Linked DNA regions of Sus scrofa: region 1 is linked to region 2. Evidence: chromatin contacts called from public Hi-C data. All regions are on one chromosome and are shown on one strand. The core of a region is the stretch at or near the end of the contact, and the rest is flanking DNA. Distances in the headings are between cores, read along the strand shown. Region 1 has its middle 20 kb from the start of AQP7. Region 2 holds the start of AQP3 (aquaporin 3 (Gill blood group)).

The links. Hi-C and Micro-C count contacts between places; a contact is called where the count stands out from the background.
Region 1: a Hi-C map of subcutaneous adipose tissue shows a contact between it and region 2, with 1.7 times the contacts expected there. The contact joins the enhancer-like site here to the promoter of AQP3 in region 2. A contact is called at or near these places in 2 of 5 promoter capture datasets (fetal skeletal muscle and liver) and 9 of 47 Hi-C or Micro-C datasets (blood, fetal heart ventricle, fetal skeletal muscle and 5 more).

The regions. Positions count from the first base shown.
Region 1 is chr10:33,115,959-33,122,507 of Sscrofa11.1, forward strand. It overlaps a transcript of AQP7 not described here. Among named protein-coding and RNA genes, the nearest start is that of AQP7, 20 kb to the left of the region's middle. Within about 2 kb of position 2,838, at least 4 of the 83 cell types and tissues checked have an H3K27ac peak or open chromatin away from gene starts, as enhancers often do. A contact at or near this core is called in retroperitoneal adipose tissue and subcutaneous adipose tissue, where this site is marked.
Region 2 is chr10:33,043,727-33,049,379 of Sscrofa11.1, forward strand. AQP3 (aquaporin 3 (Gill blood group)) reads left to right here and starts at 1,648. Exons shown (of 6, transcript NM_001110172.1): 1 at 1,648-1,756; 2 at 4,796-4,922; 3 at 5,289-5,426. The coding sequence starts at 1,649.

The DNA.
Region 1 (6,549 bases), core at 1,588-4,087, 73 kb after region 2:
GGAACTTGAGCGAGAGGTGTGGTGTGTAGTCTTGGGCAAGTTAGCCATTCTGGGCCTCAGTTTTCTCATTTGTAAAGTGGGTCTAATAATATTACCTACCACTTGTGTTAATGTGAGTATTCAATGAAATAAAACATGTGATACTGAGAATGGTGTATGGCACAGAGTAAGTGTTCAATAAACCATCATGCCTTTTCTGTGGTCTGGAGCTTGGAAGAGACTGGAAACAGAGATTGGGGAAGCTGTGGTTGTGTGAGGACAGCTGAGGCCGAAGAAAGGCAAAGGGGGTCGATGAACAGGGTCCTGGGAGCACAGCAGAGAGGCAGCTATGGGGTGGAGTGGACCTCTCAGGAGGTGTGGCTGACAAGGGGCACAATGTGGGTGGTCAGGCGACACTGGAAACACCCCAAATGTCCCTCAACAGGGGAAGAGATACTTACACTGCAGTCTAGTCACATACAGCAGAATATGATCATCACTGAAAACCAAGGTAAAACGGCTACCTGTAACAACAGGGAAAAGGTTTGGAGGCATAAAAAGCAAGGCAGTCTGACACTAGTTTTACTGTTAAAAACATGCAAAAAAGGAATATATTCTGTGGGTGTACAAATGCGATAAAACTACTTTTAAAAAAAGAAGTGGAGTTCCCATCGTGGCTCAGTGGTTAATGAATCTGACTAGCATCCATGAGGATGCAGGTTCGATCCCTGGCCTCCCTCAATGGCTTAAGGATCTGGCATTGCCATAAGCTATGGTGTAGTTCACAGACACGGCTCAGATCTGATGTTGCTGTGGCTGTGGTGCAGGCCAGCAGCTATAGCTCCGATTTGACCCCTAGCCTGGGAATCTCCATATGCCATGGGTGCGGCCCCAAAAAGAAAAACAAAGAAGTGATGCTTCCTACAAGGAGAGAGTGATGGGAGGTAAGATGGGGAGGAACATAATGGCGGTGGTACCAGCTGTGAAGAATTTTCTAGTTCTGTAGTTGGGGTAAATGTATGGGTTTATTACATGACTGTGCTTATAACCTACAACTGTGATACATATTCATTCACTGGTATCACTATTTGATTATTTAAAAAATTTTTTTTGTCTTTAGTCTTTTCAGGGCAGCACCCGTAATGTATGGAAGTTCCCAGGCTAGGGGTCACATCAGAGCTGTAGCTGCTGGCCTACACCACAGCCACAGCAACACTGGGTCCTTGCTGCATCTGCAACCTACACCACAGCTCAGGACAACACCAGATCCTTAACCCACTGAGAGAGGCCAGGGTTCGAACTTATGTCCTCATGGATGCTAGTCAGATTTGTTTCCACTGAGCCACAACAGGAACTCCAGCATTTTATTTATTTTGACTGCACCCATGGCATGCAGAAGTTCCTGGACCAGGGAGAGAACCTGTGACACAACAGTGACCCAAGCCGTAGCAGTGACACCACCAGATCCCTAACCCACTGAGCCACTAGGGAACTCCCTAGTATCACGTCTTTTAAAAGATGAAGAACTAGCAATAGCATGAGAAGAGATGGTGGGAAGTGATAGGTATGGGGCCTGATGAGATTATGGGGCTGGGGCCACCAGGAGGGAGGAAGGAAAGATTGAGTGTGAGTGACATCCCATAGTGGGAGGAGATGAGCCAGGGAACCAGGCAGGCCTGGACTGGCTAGGGAAGTGCCAGCCAGCTGCCTCCCTCTGTGTCCCTGGACAAGTCTCTTTCCCTCCCTCAGCCTCAGTGACCCTGTAAACACAGAGGGTGGCTGTTCTCGTTGCTTGTGTTCCCAGAGCCATGTGAACCTAAGGCCGCGGTCACAGATGGGAGAGGCCTATCCAGGCCCAGAGTGTAGTTCCCACCCTCCTCTCCCCCTCACTGACCACTTCAGCCCTCTAGCATCCTCATGTCCCTGGGAGGTAGCTTCAGAGGCAGAACAGCCAGTGGGTCCGTCCAGATCCCCTGCCTGCTGTCTACTGCTCAGCCACAGGCCTGCACTAGGCCCACTGGCCCTAACACCCTGCAGATTCTGATCGCAATGCCAGGCTCAGATGGGCCCTAACCCCAGTCACAGAGTATTTCTGTGCACAGAGGACAGACCCCTTTCCTTCTCTTGGCAGACTGGATGAAAGCCTACAAACGTGCCAATACCACTCTAGCGCTAAGGCTGCAGGCATAAGTAAGATTAAAAAGTCCTGGGAGTTTCCATTGTAGCTCAGCAGTAACCAACCTGACTGGTATCCACGAGGATGCAGGTTTGATCCCTGGCCTTACTCAGTGGGTTAGGGATCTGGCATTGTTGTGAGCTGTGGTGTAGGTCACAGATGTGGCTTGGATCCCGTGTTGCTGTGGCTGTGGTGTAGGCTGGCAGCTACAGCTCCGATTCGACCTCTAGCCTGGGAACTTCCATTCACCATGGGTATGGCCCTAAAAAAACAACAAAAAAATCCTGTTCTTATGGAGCTGACATTCTGTGCAAAATCAGGTGTGTTCATGACACATGCTAAGGAGGAAAAGCAGGAAAGGAGAATAGGAAATATGTGAGGGTGTAAAGACTGTAGGCTTGAGAAAGTGACTGAGTTGAAGACTGTAAGGAGTAAGGGAGCAAGCTATGTGGCTACATGGACACATGAGGGAAGAGCATGCCAGGCTGAGGGAACAGCCAGTGCAAACGCCCTGAGGCTTGAGCATGGAAGGACCATTGTTGAAACAGAAAGGCTAGGACTGGAGGACAATGAGGTCAGAGCAGTGAGGAAGGAGAGTGAACCGAGGTAAAGCCTGGGGAGAAAGGTAGGTCCCACTGCAGGAAAGGAAGGAAGCAGGCAGGATGAGGTGGGGCAGGCGTCACGGCGCCTAGTGGGGCCCTTGGCTCTGCTCACACACAGCCCCTTCTGTCCTTACTCCCTGGCTGGACTCAGGAGGCACACTGGTGCAGCTCCAGAAGCCAAGCTGGGATGAAAGCTCTGGCTTCTCTCCCATTCTCCTAGGCCCAGGCCAACCTGTACAGGCTGTGCGACCTGGACAGGACCCTTCTCTTCTCTGGGCCTCCTTCCCTGTCTGTACAACATGGCTTGGATCTGTTAGTGTCTGGGGAGCCGCCCAGCTCTGACTGCTCCCAAACACTTCGAAGTCTCATGACAGATCCCACCATGACACTCTGCCCCTACACCAGCCTACGCTGTTTTCTTTTTTGTTTTTTTTAGGGCTGCACCTGTGGCATATGGAAGTTCCCAGGCTAGGAGTTGAATCAGAGCTGTAGCTGCCGGCCTATGTCACAGCCATGGTAATGTGGGATCCGAGCCTCATCTGTGATCTACATTGCAGCTTGTGGCAATGCTGGATCCTTAACCCGCTGAACGAGGCCAGGGATAAAACCTGGGTTCTTCATGGATCCTAGTTGGGTTCGTTAACTACTGAGCCACGATGGGAACTCTTGGAGGATGTGTTTGAGATGGGGATGTATGGGGCAGGAACAATCCCTCAATCCCAGGCCGGGCCCCTCCAGGGCTTTGCAGATAGAAGGCTTGGTCTTCAGCCTGGGGGTGCTGGCTTTGGGAAGAGCCTACTCCTTGTCTGCCCTGCTGCTCTCCCAGGGCCTTCAAGGGACAGACTCTCACAGGCTGTACCTAGGTCTAGCTGCTCTCACTCACTCCTCCTTCTGATGGGGTCCTGCAGCCCCAGAAGCGATGGGAGCAGCCATCCCAGGCTGGCCCCACCTCGGAGGGGGAAGGCTGTGCAGCCTGACCTTGGTTCTGCCCCCCACCCTTCTGCTGAACCCACAAGAAGTGTGACCCCACCTTCCCTTTGGCTGCAAGGCTTGTACTATGCACCTAAGAGCAGAGACAAGGCCAGCCCACCTGGATCCAAATATCCATTCTGCCACTCACTAGCTGTACGACCTCAGGATAGTAATAGCTCTCACCTCCCAGGGCTGATGGGATGAGGAAATGAGCTATGCCTGGCACATGGGGAGGGTGTGTGCTATTAACAACACTATACCCTGCATGGTCCCCTGGTCATCATGTCCCCCTCATCATGAGGCCCATCCGACACTCAAGGAATCTGAGGCCTGGGAGGTTGGCTCAGTAAGGGGCAAAAAATAGGGATTCCAGTCTTTTGTTGATAGGATCTCTGCTGGGTTTTGTTTAGTCTTTAAATTGTGAAATATATTCTGTAAACATGTGCATAAAACATATAAGTACAGTGAAAGTAACAGTAAAACACTCAAAAAACAAAAACCCCTAAATAAATGAAAACCCCAAGCACTCCAGAGGCCCCCCACCTCTCTGGGCATCAGCTTTCTCATCTGCAAAATGGGGGTCAGATGGCCCAGACGAATGAGGTGCCTTAGGTTTCGGTTCTGCCATTAGCATTCCATTCTGGTGAAGCAATGCCGTGTGTGGTTTGCCAAAGATCATGGTCTCCCCTGTGTCTGTTCCAGCTAAGGTGGGGCAGGGGTTGCTGGAGGGTGTGTCCAGGGCCTTCTGGAGGGGATGCTCTAGGCTTGGGTAAGTGGGGGCTGGAGGCTCAGAGGCTGCAAAGAGATACAGAGTTCAGGGCCAGGTACGCCCAGGCACACAGATGAGCCCATAAACCTAGGGCTGAGCCTTTGAGTCCTCCAGGGACCCAACCAAACCCTTGTTGGCTGATAAAGAGGATTCTTCAGATGAGGGTTCCAACAGGCCCCTGGAATAGCCCTGCCAGGGCAAGTACAAGCTCCTGATTCACTGCCTCCCACATTCCTCCACCTATGCCCTGGCCTCTGGGGCCAGGTTGGGGGGCACTAGAGAGAAGGTGAACTCCTAAGGAGGCCCAGTGCCTGGGCAGGGGAGACCAATGGATACACCGGCGATAGTCTGAAGGTTGGAGGAGATGAATAAGAAGTACATCCAGGGAAAGGCACAGGCCTAGGCTGGAGAAAGAGCTTTCAAGCCCAAGGCGGCAGTTATAGGCTGGCAGATTGATGAGGCGACCAAGGTAGAGATGATGGAGCCCTAGGGAGCACCCGAGTTTTAGAGACAGCTAAATGGGAGGGGGCGGCCAAGGCCTGGGATCTCCCCCTGCCCCAGGAACCTGAATATTCAGAGGATTAAACTGACTTGTGCCTTGGGGTCAGTCCCTTACCTCAGGTGGTTCATGCTGCTCAGGGCAAGTGAGGCAAAGCCGCACCCTCCACAGCAATGTGGAGAAAAGCCGCAGGGAGCCTCACCCCACAGGACTTCCCTGTAGCACTGAGTCTTCAGCTTCAGGGCCCAGCCCTGGCTCTGAGAGCTGATTCCTACGCTGGCCTCTTGATGACAGAGTGCCCAGGGCAAAATCCTCAGACCTCTTCTCACTCACCCTCTCCCTGCAAAATGATTTCACCAGCCTTTAAATACCATTATATGCCAACAGCTCCCCAAATTAGATCTCCAGCTCAATCCTGTCTCCAGATTTCAGACTTCCATGGACAACCGCCTACTGGACAGATTTTCATCCCTCAAGCCTGCTCCTCCCACTCTTTCCTTGCTCAGGCCAAAAACTTTGAAGTCATCTCTGTTCTTCTCACACCCCACACCCAGCTGTCAGCTAGTTCTCTAGGTATTATCTGCAAAGTGTATCTAGAATGCAACCACTTCTCAGCATCCCAGGTTTGAACCACTCTCACCTCACTCTTGGATTGTAGCAGTGGTCCTCTGACTGGCCTTCCAGCCTCTCTCCTTGCTCTGACTCAGTCCCATAGTCTAGTCTCAATATAGCAGCTGGGGTGATCCTTTCCAAAAACGAGCCAGATCTTATCATTCAGTCCTCTGCCCTAAGCCTTCCAATGACCTCTACTCTCTCCTTTATTCATCCTATGGCCTGATGGTTTTGCTGCTCCTTCAAGGGGCATGGCACGTTCCACCACTGAGCCTTTGTCACGTTCCCTCTCCTTGAGATGTTCTTCCATCAGATATTGCATGTTTTTCCTCCTGTGCCTATACTATGTACCTCAATAAGAATATAAAATAGTATTTAAAAAATAAATGAAAAGGTGATAAACTTAAGATATTGGTTATAAACTCATTTAAAAAGTTTTAAATAATGCTCTCCTGAGGCAAAGTGTAAGCACTTTCCCTGCCCAGGTGCGTGCTGTGGGGATATACACTGCCCCCTTGTGGCCACCATAGGAAAAGGTCTCATCTTCTGGCAGTATTCTCTGCATTGATTCTCTAACTTCCCTTCCACTGGTCCTGACCCGCTGGGCCTTGCACCCCAGGACTCCTGGATGAGCTGTGTGAGATGCCACTGCTCTGCATGTGGAGTGGAGAGGACACAGGTTTTTAAGTCATACCTAGTAGGAATTTCACATTCTCAGTTCACTGAATTATCTTGGTCAATGATCTACCTTCTCCAACCTTCAATTTCTGCATTGGTAAAATGGGGACAATAAGGATATGTATTTTATGGGGCTTGTAAAAGGGATAAGTGCAGTGCTTGTGTATAAAAAATTCTCAAAAGCTGGTATCTACTACTAGAAGTGAGTCTTGGGAAAGTGGGTAGATGAAGACTTCTGACTCCCTCACCCATGTGGCGGGCT
Region 2 (5,653 bases), core at 398-2,897:
CCTGCCCTTGCTCAGTGGGTTAACGATCCGGCGTTGCCGTGAGCTGTGGTGTAGGTCACAGACACGGCTCGGATCCCGCGTTGCTGTGGCTCTGGCGTAGGCTGGTGGCTACAGCTCCGATTCAACCCCTAGCCTGGGAACATTCCATATGCCGCGGGAGCGGCCCAATAAATGGCAAAAAGACAAAAAAAAAAAAAAAAAAAAAGAAAAGAAACAAATCCCCAGGGCCCTTAGCCCACCTGGATTAAGTCCCTGTGGAAGATGTGGTCTCCCCTGGCAATGCTGCCAATAGAGACTGGGGTGAGGGCATATTTGCCCCAGTCCTGAGGGAGTAGGGCCCAAGTGACCAGACCTGTTTCCCAATTATTAGATGCAGCCTAGGGAGCAGGGTTGCCCCATGCCCTCCCTCAGGTGGGACAGACATCCCTCCAGTTCAGCCAGCTTAATCTCTTAAAAGGACAGAATTACCCCTGGCCAGGGATCAGCTAGAGTGGGAGTGGGGAGGGTTAAAAACAGCTGGGACTCACCCTGCTGGCAAGAATGTGGCATGTGGCATGTCAGGACAACTGCAGCTCAGGCTCTGGAGCCATGTGCAAAATGCATGGAGGTAGATGGTTGTCAAGCTCTGTCAGCCCAGCCATGTTTTTTTTTTTTTGCCTTTTCTAGGGCCCGGCGGCATACGGAGGTTCCCAGGCTAGGGATCTAATCTGCGTTGTAGCTGCTGGACTACTCCACAGCAACTCGGAATCTGAGCTGCATCAGCGACCTACACCACACTTCACGGCAATGCCAGATCCTTAACCCACTGAACAAGGCCAGGGATCAAACCCGCAATCTCATGGTTCCCAGTCAGATTTGTCAACCACTGCACCACGATGGGAACTCCAAGCCCAGCCATGTTTAACAGGCATGTGTGTGCAGCCATGAAAGATACCCAGAACGGGTGGTCAGACACACAGAACAGACATCATGTGTGGAAACAGCTGAGAATCCAGTTGGTCAGGACGTGTACTAATAGCACAAGGAGCAAGGGCCCATGGACTCTGGCTGGAACTCAACACTTGCACATGTGTTCCCATCTGGACTATGAGAGGGTCTCTTCTCCCTTGGGGACCACAGCCTCCTCCCTCCAGGCCTCTGATTGACATGCTGGGTCCAGGAGTCCTGGAGAGCTGGAGCCAGCTCTTTTCCTTCCTGTCCTGTCTCTTCTCACTGCCACCTTAGCAGGGACGGCAGCGAGGTTCACAGTAGGCCAGCCAAGCAGGTCTCTTTGGCAGTTCCAATCCCTCCGGCCCTGGTCCTGCACATGTCTACACTCCACCCTCCGCTCTCAGACTCAGCAATCCCGCAAACGGGTCTCAAGCTCCAGGCACTTCCTCCCCTAATCGCCCTCCCGGGGCCAATCCTCCCCCCAAAGTCTCCTCACGCCCCATACCCCTACCTCCCTCATTAGCTTTCCTCCAATCCAGCTTCGCCTCTAGCCCCTAGGCGAGCCGAGGGGGCGGCCCCCCAACTCCTGCGGCAGGCGCGCGGCTGGGCGGGGCGCGAGCCGCAGCGCTGCTATAAAGGGCGCCACCCGGTGCTGGCCGCCACTGCTGCCGCGCCTGACGCCACCCGCCTTCTGACAGCGCCGCCGCCTGCCCCTGCCATGGGTCGACAGAAGGAGCTGGTGACCCGCTGCGGGGAGATGCTCCATATCCGCTACCGGCTGCTTCGCCAGGCACTGGCTGAGTGCCTGGGGACCCTTATCCTCGTGGTGAGTGGAGGGACCCAGAGAAGCCCTTCTGCCTCCAGACCCACAAGTCCCGGTCCCGCTGTGCACAGGAGGAGCTGTGTTTTTTAAGACAGCCCCGATTCCTCTCCCAGCTCTGATCGACCCTCCCCAACCCCGCGGCAAACTTCACCCCTTCCAGAGTACTCTTCACCCATAGCTGTAACCCCGTCTATGACAGCTCTGACTCTTGCCAGAATGACAGCTGTTATGCCCCAGTGACAGTTCTGATAGCTTACCCTCTCACAGGAACCTATCCCACAGGCTGAGGGAGGGTCACTCTGCAGCTTGGGACCTCCAGCCCTTTCTGGCTCCCACAGTTCCCCAGGTTTCCAGAGTCCCAGACCTGAGAGGTAATGGGAGCTGTGACAAATGGGTCCCATTAGGTTATTTGGGTCTGGGATGCCTGGCTTTTAATGAATAATTAAGCCTCAGAAAGTCCAAAAGTTCCTCTGACGTGAGGACAGTTTGCCACGGGGGCTGGGGGCAGAGGGCGGGAGCCACACAGCACACAGCAGAGAGGGAAGTAAGGAGGATCCTGAAGATAGGAGACAGTGGAAGGCAGCCTTGCCTCAGGCACAGAAGACATGGTGTCATTAAAGTTTGACCCCTAGTGCTCAGCGACTCCTAGACCTGGTCAGTTACCCTGACAGATGCTGTCAGCCTCTGTGCAGAAGCATCTCAGTTACTCTGGGGGTTCTCTGAGAGGGACACTTCCCTACCCCAGTTATTCCCCATCCCAATTATTCCCTGGTTACGCCAGTTATGCTCTGGGTTGTTCCGGGGCGACTCTGTTTGCATTTCTTGGGTCTGGAGGACACACCAGTTATGGGGCTCCATTTCCTGTCCCAGTTACTCTCTGATTTTCAGCCACTCTTGTGGTTACACCTGTTTTTCTCTGGGTTACTTCTGGGTTCAGTTAGTACCCTGCTCGTGTCCCAGTCCCAGCCCTAGGTAAGACAGACCAGCCAGCTCCCTGGGGACTAGGAAGAGGAACCAGGGACAAGTAGGGCTGGGTAGCCCACCCCACAAGGTTTCATGGGGAGAGGAGGGCTGAGACTCTCTGGCTTCCAGGAACAGGAAGGGGGGAAGCCAGGCAGGGTAATTATCAACAGCCCCTCCCCAGCTCATGGTCCTGCCAGTCATCCCTTCTCTCTCCTGTGCTAGGAAGTGGGGGTGGGGTGGGCGGGCAGGTGCTTAACACCTCCTCCCCCAGAGCCTTGTGTCCCCCACGCCCTCTCTGATTTAGGGTCCAGCCCTGTTTGAGAGCAGTAAGGACAGGGGAAGCTGTCTTCCCTTCACAGAAGGGCCTCCCAACTGCCACCCAAGTCTCAGCCCCGCCTCCCCATCCCCACTCCTGCAAAGGAGCAGTCAGGCCTCCTGCTGAGCCCTAGGAGCATTTGGCTTATTATCCCTGACCACAGAAGGAGGGTGTTACCTTTTTGAAGGCTTCCAGGCTCAGGTGCTTGTGAGGCACTGGATGTCCGTGCCCAAGGAGGAGGGACCAGGCTGGGAGACCCCCGAGTGGTGGGTGAGGGCTGGCCTGCATACCTCTGTGGGCTGGGGCCCTAGAGCCTACAGTGGCAGAAAGAGGGCTGGGTTTAGGGAGCGGGAAGCCTCTTTCTCTGGGGTCCCTTGTAAGGTGAGGAGACGAGAAGGAGCGGGGAGGAAGAGGAAGATTAGTCCCAAGGTGGTGGAACTGGCTCTGACAGCTTCCCCCTCCAAGCCCTCCTGGGATGGAGCCAGGTTTGGGCCTCAGATGGGCAAGGAGCCGAGGCCAGGGCCTGCCAAGCCAGGCAGGGTGCCCCAGACCCTCACGTGCCTGTTCTAACACACACACACACACACACACACACACACACACACACACACACTTACAATCTCTGATCTTTGCTCTCACCTGCTTGTACACCTTTGCCCTGCATCACCACCCGCTGGCTTCCCCACTATCTCTTGGTCCTCCTGAAGGAGGATAATCAAAATGCTTAACAATCCAGTACAATGGGACACTGACCCATCAGAAAGGACAAGGGTCCTTAGCACAGGTCTTGGAAAATTTCTGATAGGTCAGCATAAACACTTCAGTTATGGTGAGGTGGGAGAGGAGAGCCAGGGCAGGGCTGGAGCAGCTTTGGGGGGCACTGGGGAGCTCAGAACAATAGCTCTTTACAGGTGGTACCAAAGCATATTTGCATTCAAACAAGAGGAACAGATATCCAGCCCCTCCTAGGCTTGCAGGACATGGGGGACCTTAGTCCCCTTGAATCCCATTTCTGGCAGGAAGCTTAGAACCAATCTCCCCACGTCCACTGCGCTGGGGGTCCTGGACTATGAATAGTGAGAGAAGCCCCTAAGATCTCTTTCTTTAAAACCTCCAAATCTGGGTGGGGAACCCGGACCCCTGGGGGCAAGGAGGGCAGAGTGGGTAGAGAGAGGAGGCTGTGGGACAGGGACAGGCCAAGGAGGCTAAAGGTGCTGAGAGGGTGACAAGGAGAGTCAGGGGTTCTGACACCCCAGATTCAGGAGAAGCCAGCCTGACTCCCAGACTCCTCCTTATTCCTTCGTGCCCTCCACCCCCACCCCAGCTCCTCTTTGGGGCAGAGAGGGAGGCAGCTGCAGGTGGGGGGTAAGTGAACCTTCCCACATCTGTGGGCCAGGCCTGAGGGGCTGGGGGAGGACCTGCTCAGGTGAGAGTGCCCCTTACATCCACTCCCATAGAGAGTCAAGGAAAATCAGTGAGGGCAGTTCAGCCATCTTCTGGGCCCCTAATCATAGGAGCCCAGTCCCTTCCATAGGACCCTGTTATATTAAGAGTTGGGACATTGAGGGCATGTCTGCCTCTTCTGTGGGGTATAATTGCCACAAGAGAGGGTGGGGTTTGATTCCATGAAAGGGCTTCTCATCCTCCTGTCTCCCCATGAAGGCAGAGGGAGGTAGCTGGCTTCCTCCCTTCCCTCTGGAGCAGGAGTCACTGGTCTTCAGCTGAGCCTCACTTTCCTTGCTTTGTTCTGTTTCCTGACACAGATGTTTGGCTGTGGCTCCGTGGCACAGGTCGTGCTCAGCCGGGGCACTCATGGTGGTTTCCTCACCATCAACCTGGCCTTTGGCTTCGCTGTCACCCTGGGTATCCTTGTTGCCGGCCAGGTCTCTGGTAAGGCCTTCCCCTGACCCTCAGCCATCAGCCCTCCACAGAACTTCCACCAGGTGTCCCCTAAAGAATGGGATGGGGTGGGGAGCTTTCCCAAGGGCAAGGTATAGCCATGCCTTAGCTTTGGACCCTTGGAAGAGGAGAGTAGAGGAGGAATTTGATACTTAGAACCTTAGGCGCTCAGCTTGGAATCAGAGATTAGCAGAGTTGGTCTGTTACATAGTCCAACCTGCCATTCTGCACAAGAAACCCTTCTCTGCACCCCTGCTCACCAGGGCCAGAGAGGGAGAACATGGGATGGGGGGAACCCTGGCCTCCCCACTGTGGTAGGCAGGGGCTAACAGGGGCTCCCATCTCTCCTCTGCTTAGGGGCCCACCTGAACCCTGCTGTGACCTTCGCTATGTGCTTCCTGGCCCGTGAACCCTGGATCAAGCTGCCCGTCTATACCCTGGCTCAGACTCTGGGAGCCTTCCTGGGTGCTGGGATCATTTTTGGGCTGTATTATGGTGAGCATTCCCATCCTGCACTCTTCCACTGCTCCCCTCCCTCTGTCTGGGACCTGCTAGCACCAGGCCTTTCGATGACAGACAACTAACTGGGGCCTGTCCAGGCTCTGAGCTCATGACTCATTCACGTGCAGGTCCAGGGTGGGGGCACAAGGGGAAAGAAATGAGTTGGGCAACAATGGAAACTCAGACCCTCCACCCCTCACTCCAGAGTAATAAAGTGGTGA